Regions from separate parts of the Oncorhynchus mykiss genome. Here region 1 is linked to region 2. Evidence: chromatin contacts called from public Hi-C data. All regions are on one chromosome and are shown on one strand. The core of a region is the stretch at or near the end of the contact, and the rest is flanking DNA. Distances in the headings are between cores, read along the strand shown.

Region 1 (4,749 bases), core at 1,680-4,179, 150 kb before region 2:
ACAACCATCACAAGGACGATCATGCCCACCACTCCGGTGAAGGGGATGAGATAATACGAGAGTGGAAAGGCAAATTCCGGCTTGAGGATCACATAGGCCCTGCATACCAAATACAGCACCATCAGCTTTGTATGGGGGTATTTTTCAGAAAAGCGACTATGACTAAGAGGGACAACACTGCCAGACAATACCATCACCAACATGCTGATGACGTGCACATAGGACCAGACACACAGCGGGGCTGACATCATGATGAGTGCAAAGATGTTGTGAAGAATATGACAAAATTTCAGTGCAACTCTAATCAATAAAGGTCCCATCTTCATTACGGTGCAAGACCATTACCAAAGAGCCAATACACACTCATGTTGCATGGTTACATTAGCAACCATAACTCATCAGCAGATAGTTAAGTCGAACCCCCATCTAACATTGTGAATAGCGCTAGAAAGAACCTCTGTGATGTCACTCATGAACAGGTTGTCATGGAAGTTGCGCTTGACAAAAATAATTGAACATCAATGGAAATCACCCTTGTTCAGGAATGATGAAGGTCCTGAGAATTTGGGAGGCGTAGTAGCTGGTGAATACTGAGGGGATCTCAATCTCCTCTGCAATGGTTTCTACACACACAAACAAACAAAAAGGGGAGCACTGTCACTCAGCATTACCAAAGTATTTACTTCCTTGGAGGATCATACTGGTTAAAGACTACTTGAGGTTTTGAGAAGTGAGAACACAAATCAGTCAACCTGGTTAAGGGGAAGTAAACTAACGGAACTGATTCTGTCAGAAATGGGAAAAGGCAGCTTAGGGAAGTTGAAGACGATTTCAGGATCCTCACCATTGCTGTAGTTCATGTTGAGTAGAGTCTCCGAGTACATGTTGTGAACGATGGCTGCACTGAATCCTGCTTGCTGTGCATGCAGCACCTGCATTAAATACAAAATCATAATTCACACTATAATAATTGTAAACACTACACGCAGTGTGGTTTTACACTGAATATGTTGCAATAAATAAATAGGTTGAATTCAAATGGAAAAACACCATATGTCCTAAGCAACCCAACAGACTAACCTTGATATCAAAATTGCAGTCATAGCGTCGGATGAGGACTATGTACTTAGTAGTGGTAGTGTTGGAATCACTAGATGTGGGCCGTGGTGGTGGAGGTTTTATCGGAGTGCAGCCGTTGAGTGGACGGGACTCTACTAACACACCCTTAACGACAAAGAGAAAGAAAATTAGGTAATTTTAGAGCCAATTTATCCATTGGATGAAAGGGAATGTTATCCCCTCCCCTCCTCTCACCATAAGTCCCTCTTTGGGTAGTGATGATCCAAACAAGGCAGACAGGTCCTCAAACAACATGTTAGTCATATTGCTGTAATGCTACCAGACAGAGAGACACAAGTTTTAAAATCAATGCCAGCACACAGGGACTGTAAACTGCATTTGTTTATGACAAATCCAATGGCAAACATCACTTGTAAATCCACAACAAACTTGATCATACAGTTCTACAATTATGAGGACTCACAGCATAGATATATGCGTGCGCAGGTAAGGGAGCCAGTGTGCAGCACAGCACCAGAGTGAGAAGGCCCAGTTGGGCATCCATGCACCACAGACCCAGCATCCTGCCTCACTGTCTGTTTGGAGAATGGGATGAGTACGGCAAGGTAACAGGGAAGCTCAGCCTGAGGAGTGAAAATAATCCCTTGATTATAGTAATCCCTTACAAAAAAATATGTTAGTTTTGAAACTGCAGTAAATGTGCAGTAACTGCAGTCAACTGTGGTATTTTGAACGCAGTAATTGCAGTGTACTGCAAAATTACTGCAGTAAAAAAAATATATATTTTTGACGCAGTATTTGCAGCAGTTATACTGCACTCTAACTGCAGTAATAAACTGGATGGTTCGAGCCCTGAATGCTGATTGGCGACAGCCGTAGTATATCAGACAGTATACCATGGGTATGACAAAACATACATTTTTACTGCTCTAATCACGTTAGTAACCAGTTTATAATAGCAATAAGGCACCTCGGGGGCTTGTGATATATGGCATATATAACAAGACTAGGGGCTGTGTCCAGGCACTCCGCGTTACGTCGTGCGTAAGAACAACTCTTAGCCGTGGTATATTAGCCATATACCACACCCTCTTAGGCCTTATTGCTTAATTATACTGCTCTCTGACTGCAATCTTTTTTCGTAAGCGATTAATAGCATTATAATAAATTATTCCAATACCAGTCCAAATAAACGAAGAAAAAAAATCACAGTATAACGTTAATAGTTTCTATGATCAACGTTTAGATGTGTTGGTGCCTGTATACAAAACACAAATACAGTACAGTAGCTAGCTAACATTACTCGTCAGTGATAACTACAGTAGCTAACTAGTTTATACGTAGCTAGCTAGCAACCTAGCCAGCTAACGTTAAATTAACACACAGCTAAAACACATTTTGGAATCAATGCTTGGGGACAAAAATAACAGATTCGGTCCAGTGGACAAAACTATTATTTTCCTTAATAACTCTGTTAGCTAGCTAGTTTACTTCGCTATTGGCTGAACAATCTGACCTTAGCTAGATAACATTAGGTGTGCTGCTAACAACAACAAAGACGAATTTCATTTACCACGGCACGGATAACAAACGTTAGCTAATGTTCTAAGATTGTAACTAGCGATCTGAAAGTTACAGAATTTTATGTCAGGCAGCTCCTCAATACTGATAATCAGAACAGTCTCAATTAAGGAAATGTAAACATATCTATCTAGCTAGCTATCTGGGGAAAATGGTGTGATCCTTGTACCAGTCAGTGTCTTGTTGTTTGGTCCAATTCTTCACTGCGATAAAGTTATTACCGTTCTCCTAGCAGCAGGATATTATGGCGGTAGCGCGATCGCGGATTTTATGTTTTCAAAATAAGAGTCCCAGCAAAGACATACTACATGTTGGGAATATTGCACTCAATTGCAGTACAACTGTTTTTCACAGAATTTTAAATGTTATTTATACCAACATGTATTTTAAAGTTTACACAGATACTGGTATGTTGAAATGTATTGTGTAGGCTATGTTTAAAGAAATACACGTAAACTAAAATACACATTTATTGTAATGACTGAGAATAAAACATAAATGAGCGAATGTCCACAACAATTCTCAAATCGCTGTCCACCAACCCCAAGGACGCCTGGCACTGAAACATCCCAGCTATTCCATTGATTGACAGACAGCAGGGGGACTGGCATGCAACTTTGCAGGGAAGTTAGGAACCAATATGCACAGGCAGTTAGGAAAGCAAATGCTAGCTTTTCAAACAGAAATTTGCATCCTGTCGCACAAACTCAAAAAAGTTCTGGGACACTGTAAAGTCCATGGAGAATAAGAGCACCTCCTCCCAGCTGACCACTGCACTGATGCTATGAAACACTGTCACCACCAATAAATCTACGATATTTGAGAATTTCAATAAGTATTTTTCTACGGCTGGCCATGCTTGCCACCTAGCCACCCCTACCCCGGGCAACAGCTCTGCACCCCCCACAGCAACTTGACCAAGCCTCCCCTGCTTCTCCTTCACCCAAATCCAGATAGCTGATGTTCTGAAAGAGCTGCAAAATCTGGACCCCTACAAATCAGCTGGGCTAGGCAAATCTGGACCCTCTCTTTCTTAAATTATCCGCCGCAATTGTTGCAACCTCTATTTTTAGCCTGTTCAACCTCTCTTTCGTATCGTCTGAGATCCCTAAAGATTGGATAGCTGCCGCGGTCATCCCCTTCTTCAAAGGGGGAGACACTCTAGACCTAAAGTCTTCGAAAGCCAAGTTAACAAACAGATCACCAACCATTTCGAATCCCACCGTACCTTCTCCGCTATGCAATCTGGTTTCAGAGCTGGTCAATGGGTGCACCTCAGCCATGCTCAAGGTCATAAAAGATATCATAACCGCCATCGATAAAATACGATACTGTGCAGCCGTCTTCATCGACCTGGCCAAGTCTTTCGACTCTGTCAATCACCACATTCTTATCAGCAGACTCAACAGCCTTGGTTTCTCAAATGACTGCCTAGCCTGGTTCACCAACTACTTCTCAGATAGAGTTCAGTGTGTCAAATCGGAGGGCCTGTTGTCCGAAACTCTGGCAGTCTCTATGGGGCCACAGGGTTCAATTCTCGGGCCGACTCTTTTCTCTGTATACATCAATGATGTCGCTCTTGCTGCTGGTGATTATCTGATCCACCTACGCAGACGACACCATTCTGCATACTTCTGGCCCTTCTTTGGACGCTGTGTTAACTAACCTCCAGACGAGCTTCAATGCCATACAACTCTCCTTCCGTGGCCTCCAACTGCTCTTCCTAATCTTACTTCATTTGCACACACTGTATATAGATTTTTCTATTGTGTTATTGACTGTACGTTTGTTTATCCCATGTGTAACTCTGTTGTTTGTGTCACACTGCTTTGCTTTATCTTGGCCAGGTCGCAGTTCTAAATGAGAACTTGTTCTCAACTGGCCTACCTGGTTAAATAAAGGGGAAATAAATAAAAAATAAAATTAACTAAATGCTAGACCCTGTGAAACAAATAAACATGACCAGAAACTCATAAACAGTTACACATAACTGACCAGCAGGGAGAACAAACAAAGATTTGGAGGTCTACTTTGTCTGCACAGGCGTGATGGGGACAGAGTGTCCACTCGTGGCAAAGGGAGTGCAGT
Region 2 (4,080 bases), core at 1,147-3,646:
ATAATGGGAAAAGCAAAAGAAATCAGCCAAGACCTAAGAAAAAAAATGTGTCGACCTCCACAAGTTTGGTTCCTCCTTGCGAGAATTGTCCAAATGCCTGAAGGTACCACATTCATCTGTACAAACAATAGTACGCGAGTATAAACACCATGGAATCACGCATCCGTCATACCGCTCAGGAAGGAGACGTGTTCTGTCTCCTAGAGATTAACGTACTTTGGTGCGAAATGTGCAAACCAATCCCAGAACAACACAAAAGGACCTGGTGTAGATTCAAGAGGAAACAGGTACAAAAGTATCTATATCCACAGTAAAACGAGTCCTATATCGACATAACCTGAAAGGTCACTCAGCAAGGAAGAAGCCACTGCTCCAAAACCGCCATAAAAAAGCCAGACTACGGTTTGCAACTGCACATGGGGACAAAGATCGTACTTTTTGGAGAAATGTCCTCTGGTCTGATGAAACAAAAATAGAACTGTTTGGCAATAATGACCATCGTTATGTTTGGAGGAAAAAGGGGGAGGCTTGCAAGCCAAAGAACACCATCCCAACCATGAAGCACGGGGGTGGCAGCATAATGTTGTGGGGGTGCTTTGCTGCAGGAGGGACTGGTGCACTTCACAAAATAGATGGCATCAAGAGGAAATAAAATTGTGGATATATTGAAGTAACATCTCAAGACATCAATCAGGAAGTTAAAGCTTGATCGCAATTGGGTCTTCCAAATAGACAATGACCCCCAGTATACTTCAAAAGTTGTGGCAAAATAGCTTAAGGACAACAAAGTCACTGTATTGGAGTGGCCATCACAAACCCCTGACTTCAATCCTATAGAACATTTGTGATTTCAGAACTGAAAAAGCGTGTGCGAGAAAGGAGGCCAACAAACCTGACTCAGTTACACCAGCTCTGTCAGGAGGAATGGGCCAAAATTCACCCAACTTATTGTGGGAAGCTTGTGGAAGGCTACCCGAAACATTTGACCCAAGTTAAACAATTTAAAGGCAATGCTACCAAATACTAATTGAGTGTATGTAAACTTCTGACCCACTGGGAATGTGATGAAAGAAATAAAAGCTGAAATAAATCATTCTCTCTACTATTATTCTGACATTTCACATTCTTAAAATTAAGTGGTGATCCTAACTGACCTAAGACAGGGAATTTTTACTAGGATTAAATGACAGGAATTGTGAAAAACTGAGTTTAAATGTATTTGGCTAAGGTGTATGTAAACTTCCGACTTCAACTGTAAATCTAATTTGCAGTCAGAATGAATAATTGGGAAGAGACTGACCTCCACTTCTCCTCCGGTGACAGATGGGACAAATCGACCTAAAGTGAAAACAAACCAAACAGACATTCACAATTATTCCAAATGCTTCTAAATCAATTAGTTAGAAATCTACATGCAAATACAGTCACATAGAACCTCTGAATTAAACAATATATCTACAAACTACAATTATTGCATCAAAAATAGTAATTTTAAATCAGTCTGTATTCTGATCATGTGGGTTGAGAGGCTGTTGGTAGTGGACAGACATGTGAATACTAAAAGGGATGAACACTGCTGGCCAACAAAGAGCATAGGCACGGTTTCTATCCATTATAGCTAAATGGTGAGAACACTAACTAGCCTTTGGTCCAAAACAGTTTTTAGAGAGCTCAGGCTACCAGGACAGAAGATGGATTATGCGTCAACTAGATGACCTTTGACTCTGTCTGCCACATCAGCTATTACATGGCGTGACATCTAATGAGTACTAGCTACTGCTACATCATTGATGCTATTGCAATAGGAAACGGGTTGTCAAGCAAAGGCAGCAATTTGGGGGCAGCTAAACCAGAATTATCAATTTAGTTAGCTATCTGTGGCTACTTATATAGCAACCTAGCTAAATAGTTAGCTAACGTTAGCTATCAGCTACCACGTACAAGACAAGGGCGTGATGATGATGGCCCTTGAAGTTGTACGTTTGTTTTAGCTGACTGCACTATAATATTACTTGGTTTCCTAATGCACTCAATAGAGAAATGCACTCAATGACATCCTACCTGTCTAGCTAAAAGGGAAGAGAACTGGGAAGTTAACTAGCAAAGCTAACATCTTGTGACGTTCACTAGCCGGTGCAAGAGGCAGGTCTAGTCCATATTGGCTGCAACGCAATGTGAGCACTTTACAATTCACGCTGTTCGTTGTTTTCGGATTCTACAACGGTAACACATGTACCCTAACCTGATTTGGTTCATCGTGATGTCCGAGTCCATGATCGTGTTCTACACCATCAACCTCCACCTCAAACACCCCCGCCATCTTCGGGAGTGCTGTCAATTCCGAACGGATGCCATTTCCGGTTTGGAAAACACGAGGGCCAATCAAAACACTGCACGCGAGTTCTTTTCCGTTTGTAAACAGGTTAGACAAAGATTTTTTATAACTAACCCAAGACTAATGAATAATTGTGAGAATAAGCGAGAATTGAGATGGGCAGAGCCAAGCACGAGCTAGTCATATCCTATTGTCGTTTTCTAGCATTTGTTTGCATATGTCCGTTAGGGAACGCCTACTCTGAGAAGCGCGTGTGTGGAATAATCCGTGGTGTATTTAACATCCCTGGTCATCCCTATTGACACTGATCTGGTGGACTCACTAAACACAAATGCTTTGTTCGTAAATGATGTCTGAGTGTGACCCTGGCTATCCATAACTTTTAAAAACAAGACAGTTGTGCCGTCTGGTTTGCTTAATATAAGGATTGTTTTAATTATTTGTACTTTTACTTTTGATACTTAAGTATATTTTAGCACCTACATTTACTTTTGATACTTAAGTATATTTAAAACCAAATAGTTTTAGACTTTTACTAAAGGAGTATTTTAGTGGTTTACTTTTACTTGAGTCATTTTCTATTTAAGTATTTTTACTTTTACTCAAGTATGAGTTTTGGGTACTTTTTCCACCACTGTGAATAACTCAATTCGCCCTTGCACTCCTTGTAAAAATGGCAATTTTTAGAAACTGTTAAAGTCTACAAAATGCAGTCCATTCTGTTACATATTCTAGTTTTGGAAACAGAAAACTGCATGGAGATCGATGAAAAATTTGCAAAATGTCGGCAAAAATCTATCTGCTTCATCTTCTTCAACTGCCGGCCACTGGGCTTCAGCTCATCACCATATTACCATATTTGGAAGTGAGTGGAACACCAACCGGATGCTTCACATGTATACATCTGGTGAAATATTGTTATTTTATTTATATTTTGGAGAAAAACCACACAAGAAGCATACAAACAGGCAATGATAACATACACTAGGGGGTACAACAAAGGACAGATTATACAAAGACCTTAAAAAATACACACATATTGATTGTTTTAAAAGCTTATTATAAGAATGTAGAATAGTCTTAATGTACTGCTCAAATTCCTCATAGAAAACATGGAAGAGTGTTTTTTTATTAGTGAATTTACATTTATGAATATGACATTTTGCCATCAGCACAAATACATTTGAGGTAAAATTGTTTTTCGTTATCCTTACTATAGCTAAGGAAACCAAGCAGCGCATTCTCCCATAAAAAAACAAAAGTCATCAAGAATATTAACAGTGATAAAACTATGAATATCTTTCCATAATTTCTTTACATGTAGACAATGCCAAAATAAATGCAAAACTGTTCTATCTGTGGTATAGATGGGTTAGCTGACGTTATCACGAAACGATGCGCGCGCTTCCGTGGGGCAGAAGTCAGCGTGTTGTTGTGATTCTGGATAGCCAGATTGCTAGCAAGAATGTCAAGAATGTGCCATGTTGGGAATCGTAAGTGGCTGGTTTAAACTCGTTTCATCATGTTCTTCATCCCCGTCTAGTTTGACTGATTTCATGTCAATTGCTAATATGGCTAACTAGCGAGCCAACAACTGTAAGGATGTATTTCAGAGACAACAAGTACTCATTATGCAAATTATTTATGTTTTCAATAAACATTGGAGACGAAATATAGCTTACTCACCAGATAATTTTCCATCAATGGATGTCGATTTAACTTGTTTGACTGCTGAATAAGCACTA

What was found. Hi-C and Micro-C count contacts between places; a contact is called where the count stands out from the background.
Region 1: a contact with region 2 is called in a Hi-C map of liver, with 2.5 times the contacts expected there. The contact joins the promoter of LOC110537381 here to the promoter of LOC110537380 in region 2. A contact is called at or near these places in 2 of 3 Hi-C or Micro-C datasets (blood and liver).

What each region holds. Positions count from the first base shown.
Region 1 is chr12:29,648,309-29,653,057 of USDA_OmykA_1.1, reverse strand. LOC110537381 (E3 ubiquitin-protein ligase RNF167) reads right to left here and starts at 2,929. Exons shown (of 10, transcript XM_021623384.2): 1 at 2,831-2,929; 2 at 1,544-1,703; 3 at 1,315-1,395; 4 at 1,081-1,224; 5 at 845-932; 6 at 533-623; 7 at 1-99. The coding sequence starts at 1,642.
Region 2 is chr12:29,496,416-29,500,495 of USDA_OmykA_1.1, reverse strand. LOC110537380 (RING finger protein 121) reads right to left here and starts at 2,396. Exons shown (of 12, transcript XM_021623383.2): 1 at 2,243-2,396; 2 at 1,301-1,338. The coding sequence starts at 2,320.